2 separate regions of the Zea mays genome follow, and region 2 is linked to region 1. A link is a contact called in public Hi-C data. All regions are on one chromosome and are shown on one strand. Each heading gives the region's core, a stretch centred on a gene start, on an enhancer-like site or on the middle of the called end of the contact. The rest is flanking DNA. Distances are from core to core; before and after follow the strand shown. Region 1 holds the start of LOC100279581. Region 2 holds the start of LOC100193630.

Region 1 (6,676 bases), core at 242-2,741:
CTGGCCAGGCACGACGAGAAATGGTCACCATCCATCTCAGAAAACATTTTCTTGACATTCACAGCCAGATTCAGGACCGCTTGGTTCCAGTGATTCTGAATGTTCTGCTCTAGCGCTGGAACAACAAGAGACATGATCACTTGGCGGTTTTGTGCTATCAAGCTGACAATGTGATCATTGTTCCACATGAAAAGCGCTCTTTCAGCAACCTGAAACCATGCAACTTGTTAAGGCAACGACGACAACAGCAACAAAACTCTGATTGAGTTATAATCTACTCTTTTTTTCTAAACTTACCACCAATGAGATTAGGTTTATAATGCAAGCGGTAGGAACAAGTAATATAGAATGAATCTGATTCCATATGGCACTTGGGATACTGAAAATGCATACTGCAACAGTTACTAGATAAGATTTATTGGGGCAAGTTACCTGGAAGTGAGCACTGGTGATACAATGAGCAATTCGCCGAAACAATGGTGCCATACATTTCTGGAATTCTGCCTGGCTGGTAGCCTCCAAGATCTCTTCGATCTCGCTGAGAAACATCACTTCCTTCTGACAATTTGTTATTGGCCAGTACCTTAACAAACCAATTATCACTGGGCTTGCGAGCTCTGGATCCTTTTCTATAAACTGTGTCACACAGTAGGTCAACTGCTGAAGGTACGCACCAAGAGATTTTGGTTTGTGCAAAGGAACCAAAACTCTCCAAAGAAAGGTCTTGTGCTCTTCTTTCAGAGGCAGTGCAAACCCACTAATGACACTGCCAAAGACCTCCAGCAGCTCTGCGATCCCATTATGTCGATCAGTCTCGAAGACGAACTGGTAGAATACGTTGCTCGCCGCTCTGCGAATGAAAGGACGGTGCACCATGAACTTCCCATACACCCTGTGCAGAATGTTTTTCACGCAATCCCTTTCCCTTGGATCCTCGGAGTGAAGAAGATCAAGGAGCTTCACAATGAACGAGTGATCAAAGTGCTTCTTCCCTATCTTTGCATCCAAGGACGAGGATCCGATAAACTTCAGTAGCAGCTCATAAACAAGGTGCAGATGGCACCACCCAGTATCGAACATTGGCTCGTCCTCGTCGCACTCACCGACGCCTGATGAGCCGCCAGACCTGCAACTTGCAGGGAACGCCCGGAACAGGTTGACGGCGCACATCCTAGAGCAGGCCACGACCGCCGCCTCCGAGAAGCGAGCGTTGGTCGACTCGACGAACTCTATAAGATCCAGCAGTGCCTGCCGCTTGATATCCTTCTCCACCGAACTCCTGTCCGGGTCCGAGAAATCGAACACGACGCAGCACAGGCTCAGCTTGCTCACGAACAGGCTCTGCTTCTCCGAGCTGGGCACGTCCTTGAACGAGACCAGCGGCTCGATGCCAGCCACGACGCTCGAGGGGAAGACGGCGGATGACATGCGCCGAATGGCGGAGGCCGGGGGGCGGCCCGGCGGGATGCTGCCGCAGCTGCTCGTGCGCTGTATGCCGGCGCCACTGCTGCAATGTCCCGAGTCCCCGGAGGCCGACGACCTCCGGGGCAGCTTGCTCAGGAACTGTTTCCACATCTTACACGTAAACCTTGCCACTCACACGCCAGCACTAACACGGAAATGGAGCAAGAACCAAGATTACTCGCCAAGAGAGAGAGAGAGAGCTCTACGTTTACAGCGAGCGACGGCAAGACTCCACCGCAGATTCCACCCCCCACCCCCACCAAAAAAAACAGCAAGAAGAGGGGGGGAAATGGCAGCCGCCAGTCTGGAGGTAGAGTGAAGACGTCCGCACGGAAGGCTGGGTTTCGCCCGGATCTGAGGCTCCTAGCCACGTGCCCGCCGGATCCAGGCGGCGCGACGCGGCAGGTGGAGGAGCGGCGCCGGGTGCTAGCACGGGACGACGGCGGGCATGGGAGGCATTGGGAACCGTACCGAAATCTGCAGCGCCGCGCTTTGTCTGCTTCTCGGGACGAGGAGTGGACACTGGACAGTGGAGGAGGGAGCCTGTGCCTGTTTGCTGTTTCTTGCGGGGAATGGTTTGTTTATCACGGGGCCATGTACGGACGAAACCGTGTGCCATGTACGGCGCACGAGGTCCGTGCTGATGAAAGGGAAATCATCATCACCCGGCGGGCCTTTCTTAAACTCAGGATCCTGGCTTTACTTCGAAATTACTCCCGCTTTGTCGACGATTAAACAGCTGTAATTGCGCAGGGACGCAAGGGTGCATGTGCAAACCGCAGGGCTTTAATCGCCGGTCCGGTGCCCTCCTCTTGAGTCTTGACCGTCGATCGGACCTATTCGGCCACCGCTGCTGTGGGCCTGTGGCTGCAGGAGATGAACTATGACATACTAGTACAGATGCAGCCATAGCTGAAGCGGTGGCCATAGTGGTCACCGGCGGGGCCGGGGCAGGGTCCCGGACGTCCGCCGGATGCGTCCCGTGACCTCAGCGTGCGGCGCACGGTTGGGCGGTAGGACACTGGTGACGACGGCACGAGTAGAGGGTTTTCACTTTTCAAACCACATTCGCGTGTTTAATGATTAATCAGCACTCCTATCGTATCCGTTACCAGCAATAGGCACAATAATATATGCCTACGGATACAGCTGGGCATTCGTTTTTTTAAACTTCCGGGTTTTTTTGGTTTTATTTTTTTTAACAATGGGCAAAAGCCCTCTATTTCATTAGAAAATAGGAAAGAGTTCATTACATAAAACCAGCAAACTTGACCAGATGTCCCGACACAAACTCGGCATAACCGAAACCTTACCAAATCACCTTACAATATCATTCTAGATGAGTAAGGAGACCTAGTAACGAACAGGTCCAGAGCAGCTAATACGACCATAAGTATTTCTTATTACAAAGACAGAAATCATCGCTAAGAAGCGAGGAACAGCAGAAGCTAGCTACACAACCTAGGTCCAGAAGTTTAGGCGCAACACAACCACGCAACATCAACATCAAAATCAACCAGAAATGCGTCGGTCCCTCGGACACCACCCATACGCCCCGCCAAACGCTTCACTTGCTATCTTTCGGATTAGCTTGCTTCCTTGAACCACCATCCTTTTTTCCTTCTCTTTCTGCCGAATAGCCCAGGAATCCAACCAGAAGCAACAAAGAAAAAATACGTTAGACGGATCAAGCAGAGTCTTATCACTGAAGCACCAATCATTTCTTGTCCTCCAGATAGCCCAGAACATCGCTCCACAACCAAACAGAAGCAGGTTGGATATTTTATCTTTAGGATTACTCAACCAGCCAGCACGCAGATCGCTAATGCTTTTTGGAATGACTGCCAAATTTAAGGCCACTTGAATCACTCTCCACACATATCTTGCAATTGGACAGTGAAAGAATAAATGATCGGTTGATTCATCGTAACCACAAAAGCAACAGGCTTGAGACCCATTCCAATTTCTTTTTTTCAGATTATCTTTTGTAAGAATTTTGTTTCTCACAACCAACCAGATGAAAATTTTGATTTTTTGTGGCAACTTGGATTTCCACAAGAACTTGTACGTCACTGCTACTTGGTCATTAACTTTCTTTTTGTAGAAAGAATTCACAGAAAAACCTTTCTTATTAAGACACCAGACAATTCTATCTTCTTGGTCAGACAAAGAAAGATTATTACAACTTCTCAAAAGATCCTCAAACATCACACACAAATTACCAGTGATCCTTCTCATAAACGAAAGAGCTTCAAAATTAGAGCTCAATACTTTATTAACAGAAATGTCTTTGTCATAAGCCAGGTCAAAAAGAACAGGGAATTTGGTGGCAAAAGGTAAGTTTCCTATCCATGATTTTTTTCAAAAACTAGTTTTCATGCCATCACCCACAACCATTTTGCAGTATTTATAAAAATTCTCTCTCAAACTCAGAATTTTTCTCCAAAAATGAGAATCAACTTGTTTTTGTTTGACAGAGATAAGGGGTTTTCCCTTAACATATTTACCAGAAATAATTTTTTTGCCATAGACCCTTAGAATTCTCTAAATTCCAAAGCCATTTAGTCAATAAAGAATCATTCATGAGTTCAAGGTTCAAGACACCCAAGCCTCCCTGACTTTTGGGAGAACATACAGAAGACCATTTAACCAGGTGAAATTTTTTTGACTGATGACCACCTTGCCATAAGAGACGCTTCCTGAAAATATCCACGGTTCTAATAATAGATTTAGGAATAGGATATATAGAAAGCATATAAAGCGACACATTAGAAAGGAAATTATTTAACAAAGTTAGTCTACCCCCTAAACTCAAGAATTTGTCTTTCCATCCAGCCAGCCTTTTCCCATTTTCTCCACCATGGGTTCCCAGAGACTTGTATTAATCTTCTTGTTATCAATTGGAACACCAAGGTATTTCATAGAAAGATTGCCAATAGGACAAGTAAAAATATCTGCGTACAGGTCTTCAATATCCTTGGCCTTACCAAAACAGTAAATGTCACTTTTGTGGAAATTAATTTTCAGACCCGACATGCTTTCAAACAAACACAGAATGAATTTAAGGTTTCTAGAACCTTCCAAACAGTCTTGAATAAGGAAAATAGTGTCATCAACATATTGGAGACAACAACAGCCATTCTGGATAATATGAGGAATAAGACCTTCAATCAGACCCTCATCTTGAGCTTTACGAATCAGACAAGCTAAACCATCTGCAACCAAATTAAACAGAAGGGGCGAGAACGGATCCCTTTGTCTCACTCCTTTGTGAGTAGTAAAATATGGACCCAATGTATCATTAGTCTTGATGGCTACTTTGCCACCTTTAATAGTTCTCATAACCCAATCACACCACGTGCTCCCAAAACCTTTTTTCTCCATCATGTAATACAGAAAATGCCAATTGACTTTATCGTAAGCTTTTTCAAAATCAATCTTAAGAACTACTCCACTCTATTTTTTCTTTTTTACCTCATGAAGAATCTCATTGAGAGAAACCACCCCATCCATAATGTATCTGCCTTGAATAAAACCATATTGTGAGTCACTAATCACCTTAGTTATACAACGAGCCAGCCTGTTATTCAACACTTTGGTGATTATTTTATAGCAAACATTCAAAAGGCAAATAGGTCTAAAATTCTTCATTTCAATAGTGTTATCCACTTTTGGAAGAAGAGTGACCATCCCATAATTTAATCTTTCGATATCAAGATTTCCATCATAAAAATCTTTGAATAAGTTCCAAATGTCAAGGTATATAAGATCCCAAAAGTCTTGAAAGAATTCAGCAGGAAAACCATCGGGACCGGGAGCACTGTTATGTTTCAACTCAAACACCACTTTTTTAATCTCATTGATGCAGAAAGGGGCAGTTAGCAGAGACCTGTCTATGTTAGACAACTGATTCATTGGAAGATTCGATAAATTAATACTAGAAGAGGTAGAGGGGCCAAAAAGATCTTTATAAAAAGAAGTGGCGATTTTATTAATGCCAGCAGCATCATTCACAGATGCACCTTCATGATTCAAGAAAGGAATTTTAATTCTTCTTTTCCTTCCTTTCGCAACAAGGTGAAAGAACTTGGTATTCTCATCGCCTTCAATAATGAATTTTTCTCTCGCAGATTGTTTTCTTTTGCACCCTTCTTCTTCCATCATCTTTTTCAAATTCCATTCCAAATCAAGTTTTTCAATTCTTTCAAAATCTGAAATACCCATTAATTCGCTTCTCTTATCCAAAATATCAATTTTATTTATTAATTCTTTTTTAAGCTTCAAGTACTTTCCTTCCACGTTTATGTTCCAACCCTTCAACATTTTTTGAGACGCTTTGTTTTCTCCTTCCAAATATCAATACTTTTTTTTGCCTCTGACAGGCAAAGACCAATTATTCCAGACTAAATTTTTAAAATCAGGTCTAAGCTTCCAACACAATTCATATCTAAAATCTCTCTTTAAGGGGGGCACGAAATCAGTTCTAAGACAAATGGGAACATGATCAGAGAAGGATCTACTAAGCCAGAGACATTAACATTATTATAATGCATATTCCATTCTAGGCTAACAAGAAATCTATCCAACTTCTCAAAAGTGGGGGAATTTCTGTTATTGGACCAAGTATAAAGCCTACCACTAAGATCAAGCTCAATCAAATTATGAAAATCAATGATAGAGTTGAATAAAGAGCTCCATTTGTTCATACCTCTAGGTTTGTTTTTGTCAGAATCTTTCCTTAGAATGTTGAAATCACCACCAATCAACACTGGGTGAATGCACTTGGAACAGAATGATGAAAATTCACTAAGAAATTTTTGTTTCTGATCAGCTTGATCCGCCCCATAAACATTTATGAAATTCCAAATAAAGCCATTTTCTTTATGTACCACCAGGATTCGGATCATGAACTCTCCTAATTCTTTTTCTCTCACATCCAAAATATCAGCATCAAACCCCACAAGTAAGCCCCCAGATCTCCCATTAGGAGGAGACCAAAACCACACAAAATTTATATTACCACCAATAGAATTCAACCAAGAGTCCTCAAAAAAATTTGGTTTCTTGTAAACCAATAAAATCAATTTTTTCTTTCCTAATGATATCTTTCAAGAATTCAGTTTTCACATCCTTGCCCAGCCCCTGACAATTCCAAATTAAACCTATCATTCTGGAATGTTATGGGTGAGATAAGGATGCAAGCCCCTCCTTT
Region 2 (6,378 bases), core at 1,813-4,312, 190 kb before region 1:
GAATATCTAACAAAAAAAAAACTCAATCCCTGGGGGATTGACCTCTCCGGAGATATATCACAGAAGGAAGAAATTTTCTTGAACTGCAGGGTCACACGTATATCCGACAAGGGGGTGCATTTTTGTACAAGATACACCACTATTGGGTGTTGCATTGGATTTCACCATATATCAATAACAAAGTATGCAATTGTTCTCTGAACTCATAGTACATGATGATTTTTAAGATGTTCAAAAGGTCATTACCTTCTACATTTACACAATTGCATATACTATTATTATGACACACTTTGTTCTATGAGTTGAAAAATTCTCCAAAAGAAGTGCAGTACACATGTTTCATTAAAAGAGGATAAAAGATTCCATGGATCACTCATTAATTTTTGCACCAAGCAGAGTTGATGTTTTACAGATAAACCTTACCAAACATAATTATGGTTAAGTAATACATACCATAGCGATCACAATGATGAGCCAACATCAAGCCAACTTCCAACATCAGTTTTCCAAGACCTTTGAATGCTACAAATGAAATAAATGATATACATATAAGCTTGACTCTAGTTGACAAATTCACCTTTTACCAAAAGAACTCACAGACACTTAAATAGACATTTCTGTAGCTAGCATAGGGATTTTCAGTACTTAAGAAAAAAGACAGCAAGCCATTGAAAGAATGAGAAGTGTTTGATAATATTAGGTCACAATCGTCTGATAGACGAAAATAAATGGGCATTGCAATGCATCAGTGTAACTCTTTCATGCCTTTTGCATTTAATTTCATGAGATCCAAGAGACACCAATAATGTAAACATCAGTTCAGAGAAGCAAGCCTAGCTCGGTTAGCAAAGCTGGCTGCCCACCTCCTCTCTTAGAGGGTATGAGGGAAAAGGTCACCCACCATTAAACAAAATGTACAGCATATACTGATATTATTAGTGTAAACATGTTGGCTTAAACTGGAAATTAATGTCTTGAAATATACTTAACTAGTTATCTTTTGTGAGGTGTGATGCATGTATTTGCATTACATAATGTATGTAAACCTGAGGAGTAGAGTGCCAAGTCTCACTACTTTAATTCGTAACAACATTAGAAATTAACAGTAAATTTCTGTTCAAGGTAACTACTGTCAACTTGTGATTTGCCATAAGAGTTCTTGAATAAATATACATGAGTACCTTATATGGCCTGTAAAACACATACCTATTTCAAGCTCAGGAAGATGATCCTTTGGCCATATGTTTGGTCGGCAGTATGATGGGTATCTAAATGTTATATTATCAGAAAGAAAACAGGAACCAATATCAATATGAACATCTAAAAATGAAATTCAAGAGTTCTTTCAACATATTCAATATGCTACATCTAAAAATTAGAACTGTAATTTCGTTTGCATAAATGCTACAAACTGTTCAGACAAGTAGCAAACATTACAGATTTAAAATGATACAAAAATAGGAACCAATATCAATATGAACATCTAAAAATGAAATTCAAGAGTTCTTTCAACATATTCAATACGCTACATCTAAAATTAGAACTGTAATTTCGTTTGCATAAATGCTACAAACTGTTCAGACAAGTAGCAAACATTACAGATTTAAAATGATACAGCCAGCAAGCTTGAGCTGCAGCGAGACAGTGAAGTTACCATTGACTAAAAGATGCTTCAGTACATAAAACAGGGTGGGAACAATAATAACATCAGCACATTTCTAGTTGTCAAATATACTTAAAACTGTACAGAAAGGTAGCTTCGGATTAGGCACACTATACCTAGTTACAAGCTCATCATCAGTTGTTGGGACATCAAAAACTGGGTTGGCGAAGTAGGAGCCTTTGGCTGTGTCTGCATAAAACAGATGAAATTTGCCTTATGGGCCTAAAAGCATTCCAAGACATTATGTGCAAACTTGAAGGATCATTCCAAGATGAAATTTACAACTAACTTCTTTTTCCCAGTTGCATTTATCCCCCTACTAAGCCATTTTCATTTTTGTAAAGTTTCTGAAACTGATAGGCTTAAAGGATGCTCTATATACAATGTGATGCATGATTACGCAGAGTGAAAAGGTCCTTACCCCATCTTTCAGACTCGAATTTCTCTTCTACACGACTCCAACCAAAGTGGTATCTGTGAAGCAAGGCCAATAATGCATAAGAAATACATAAGCTTTGTATGAACTGAAGTGCAAGTTATATACAAATCCTAGCTTAGGAGCTCTTATTGTTCTGAAAGAAAATGAAGAAAGAAGAGGAATATTCAAGTAGACACTAAGCAACCATGACAAAAGCTCCCTGGTGAAGACCATTCTGTAAATTCCTAAATTATGACCTGCTATCTGGGTCCTCCAGTTGTTTCTTCACATCATCAGGAAGGCTGACGATCCTAACAAACAGTAGGGAGGGTAATTAAGAATCTTTTCAGCAAAGAATTCAGTCAGAGAAAGAAAGAAAAAGGTACAAAATCATGGCGTATCGCCCTGATTAGGGCCTCAAGCCCCTGAACTTCCACGAGAGTGCAAAACAACATGCCTTGGCGCCAAGCGCAGCAGCCTTTTCCTGAGCTCTGGGTAACCGGGTACCTGAGTGCACAAAGCAAACACCGCACGTAAGCTGTCGAGGAGAGACCAAGTGACCAACTCGTCCCGTCGCGAAATCGGAATCTACTCATCAACAGCATCAGCCTCGAGCGCTGACGCGCTGTAGCATCACATCACTCACGCCGGCGATGGAGACGATGCCGAGCCCCTGAGGCCCGAAGCCTTCCTCGATGAAGCCGCCCAGGTCCTTGCCCCGATCCTGCGCGCACCGTACCCGCCGACAGAGTTACAGCAGCTGAGCTCCAAGCCAAGCCGCCCGCCTCCAAAGGAGTGATGAAACACCGCTGAGCTGGCAATGTCGCGTCTGCGGTGGCGGAAGGTTAGTTACCTTAAGGTCGGCGAAGGGGATGGTGACGGCGCGGACGGACGGCTGCTGCTGCTGCATCACGCGAGGCCGAAAGGCTTGCTCTCTCTCTCTTGAGCGCTGGACTTGTCTCTATGCTGAGCCGTCGCTATGCTGTTTACCTCGGTGGCAACTGGCATACTGGCATGGCAATGGCGTGGTGTGGCGCAGCGCGGCTCCTGTGCGGGGAAAGACACCGACATGGACATGGACAGGACAGGACAGAACAGCCAGGCCATCGTTTAGGCTTCTTCGCAAGCGATAAGCGACTCGTCCCTCCAGCCACGCGATCGGCACCGTCCGCTGCAAATCCAACGACCACCGTGTCCCACGTGTCTCACTGTCTCCGTCCATCCACGATCCGGTTGTCGGCCACAACAAATTGTTACTCCCTACGTCTTAAAATAGTAGTTGTTTTTGTTTTAAAATTATATACTCATATTTATATAAAAAAATATGAAACTAGACATATATATAATACTATATTAATTATTGTATAAATTTAGTAAAAAGATAAAATAAATTTTAATTTGGGACAGAGAAAGTATCGAAGTATCATTGAAGCTGAAGATTTATCACCTGTTCCTTCCCAACTTGTTTCCAAAATGAAATTAGATTATCTTGAATTGTGTTCCGGTTCCTTCCCATCAAAATCAGATTGTGTTGTGGTGTTCCGTAGTTCTAATTTGTTTTCCTTCTCATTCGTCATTAGATTATCTTGGAACTGGTTGAAACTTGAAAGGAGCACCAACTAAAGGAAAATCTGCATATGTAAGAAGGAAGGAAATAGGAGTATGTTTGTAACAATATGGTGTGTGTGTGTGTGTTTTGCCTGCAAATGTGTAACTTGCATACGCTTTTGTGTTTGTATCTCAAAATTTGATAACTATACAATTCTACTATTATAATACCAATTAAAAAATGCCTTTTTAGCTTTACCACATGTTAGTCACTTGTTCTCAAATGCTGTGAATAAAGAACAATGCAACACAATTGTTAATCGTTAAGAATTTTCGTCCTTCGGAGCATTATCTCTCTGAGGGTATAATGCTTACCGAGACGATGGTCAGGAAGGATTTACCTTCATCATATTAATACATAGATGAGAATGCATAAGGATGGACATTATAATTATATCGTAATGATTCATTTATTCTTGCATTCTATAAAACATATATGAATATCAACAATATCAATATTACATGGATACATTCGGTTTGCTCGAAGGCGGGGATGAGAGAGAGTGAATACAATCCAGCGTGAACAGTACGGTGCTACTGTTTATCTATTTATAGGCACGGGACGCGACCCGAGTAAAAGTACATTTATGTCCTTGTCAACCGTCTACAATTATAATACAAAACAGTAAGGACTAAATAGTCTTTATCCCTTTTTGGTCACTATTGTATTTGGTCTTTGTCGTCAACCCGAGCCAAAGTCCCTTGACTATAGCTTCGTTGCCCATTTTTGTCACCTTCGGGTTATACCTCTACTCTTGTCATAGATCTTCATGCCGAAGCCGGAGCCCCTTAATAATCCATATACTGAAAAGACATGGTTAATCACATTTTTTAGGACCTTCGGAATAGGAAGGCCCCCAACAGTAGCCCCTCGTAGTATTGATTTGTTTCTTTGCAACAAATTTAGACTGCGATGTGAACGAAGGCCTTTAACCAAAGGTTTGAAAAAATACCTTCCCTTCGCTAGAATTGCGAATGACACGGACATGCGGGACCCACCAAACTGTAGGGCGCTAGACATATAAATAGGAGCTTGCATTGAAAGCATCTCTTGTGTCATTTTAGTTGCTTACATTGTGCTCGTCATTTTAACTTTCTTGCTTTGCCAAGTTTAATTGGATTTCAAGCTTCGGCATTTCAACGACCGTCGATTTGATGGCTGGCGAGAAGAAGATTGTTGACCCGACGCTGTCCGAGTTTTACGAAGCTATGGAAAAACCAACGCAGAGAAGATTGCACATGAGATGTTAGCTGGGATATATGAGGGTTCCAGTGATAGTGAAAGCTTTGATGTAGAAAGCGAGAATGAAAGCACCGAAGATCGGCCCTGGAGACCAAGCCATTTTGTCTTCGGGAAATCAACCATCAAGCAAGGGCAAATTGATGCAATGAGGGGAAGGTATTTCCATGATATTTCAATTGTGAGGGCTGGAGGGGGAAATAATGTCCCTCTGCCTGAAGCTAGTAGTTTATAGAAGCTTCATGAAGGCAGGGCTTCGGTTCCCTCTGGATAAGTTGCTGGTCGAAGTTCTGAAGACTTTTGAAATTTACCTTCATCAGCTTACTCCTGAAGCTATCACCAAGATGGGGATCTTTATTTGGGCCATGAGGAGCCAGGGGTTAGAACCAAATGCAAAATGCTTCTGTAACATCCATGAGCTGTCTTATGAGACGAAGGCTACCGGAAAGGAGCAATATCACAACAACTTCGGTTGCTACAGCTTCGTGCCTCGCTTTGAGGTGAGATACCCAGTTCCGACATTTTGGAAGAGATGGTCTGGGGCCTGGATGCAGGAGTGGTTCTACGTGAAAAATGACCTGGTTGAAAGAGAGGATATCAAGGGGATTATTCAATGTCCTATATGGTCTCGCTTCGGCATCTGGAGGCCATCCACTGCCCTTGCGAATGATATACAAGTATGCCAGACTGCTTTTAATACAGTATGTACTTACATAGGCACCAGTGACTTAGTTCAGGAGCACATTATTTATGGGGTGTGGCCACTCGTAAGTGGGTGGGAGATGCCGAAGGAGGCTGCTGCTAGGTCTAGCGAAGGTGGTTTGGTCTACCTGAAGTACACATTCAAATACATGAGCCAAATGATGACTGGCTAGATGCCATTGAAGCAACCAGTGATGAATTGCTTGGTGCCTACTCGAGGGCTGAAGATGATACTATGACAACAGCCTTCGGGGCTCGAGGCAAGAAGAGGCTAAATAGAGTATTTGATGTCATCATATTTGTATACACAGATTATTGTTATCCTTCGCGAAAGCAAGGAAAGAAAAGAAAGACTGCTACTTTGGCGACTTCTAGTACGCCGAGGTCGAAAAAGTTAAGGTTTTAACACATCGCCCCAAGCGCATTGAAACGACCGAAGTGCCGAAACTAACTGAAGGGTCTGCTTATATTTATGAGCCAAATCGCTTTGTGCTTGTCGAAGCTAAGTTAAGCCCGGCTGAAGAGCTAAAAGTGAAGAAGGCGGCAGAGTAGCCGAAGGCCTTGAGTCCACCGCGCGATACAAAATTGCCGAAGGCATCAAGGATCCCTACAGCAATCCCTGCAGCAACTTCGAAGAAGAGGGGAATGGCCAGCGTGCTGGACGCTGTCATGGAATCTGTGAAGGCATCAACTCTTGCTTCTGATGGAGCGCCTAGTGCAGAAGGCAAAATTTTGAAGGTATCTGTC

Evidence for each region. A called contact is a pair of places that touch in the nucleus more often than the background predicts.
Region 2: a contact with region 1 is called in a Hi-C map of ear, with 3 times the contacts expected there. The contact joins the promoter of LOC100193630 here to the promoter of LOC100279581 in region 1. A contact is called at or near these places in 7 of 25 Hi-C or Micro-C datasets (bundle sheath, ear, endosperm and 2 more).

The regions. Positions count from the first base shown.
Region 1 is chr8:67,729,445-67,736,120 of Zm-B73-REFERENCE-NAM-5.0, reverse strand. It overlaps LOC100279581, which reads right to left and starts at 1,491. Exons shown (of 2, transcript NM_001152578.1): 1 at 433-1,491; 2 at 1-209. The coding sequence starts at 1,428.
Region 2 is chr8:67,922,921-67,929,298 of Zm-B73-REFERENCE-NAM-5.0, reverse strand. It overlaps LOC100193630, which reads right to left and starts at 3,062. Exons shown (of 15, transcript NM_001358851.1): 1 at 2,935-3,062; 2 at 2,728-2,805; 3 at 2,539-2,588; 4 at 2,339-2,392; 5 at 2,085-2,137; 6 at 1,780-1,852; 7 at 1,207-1,268; 8 at 454-522. The coding sequence starts at 2,991.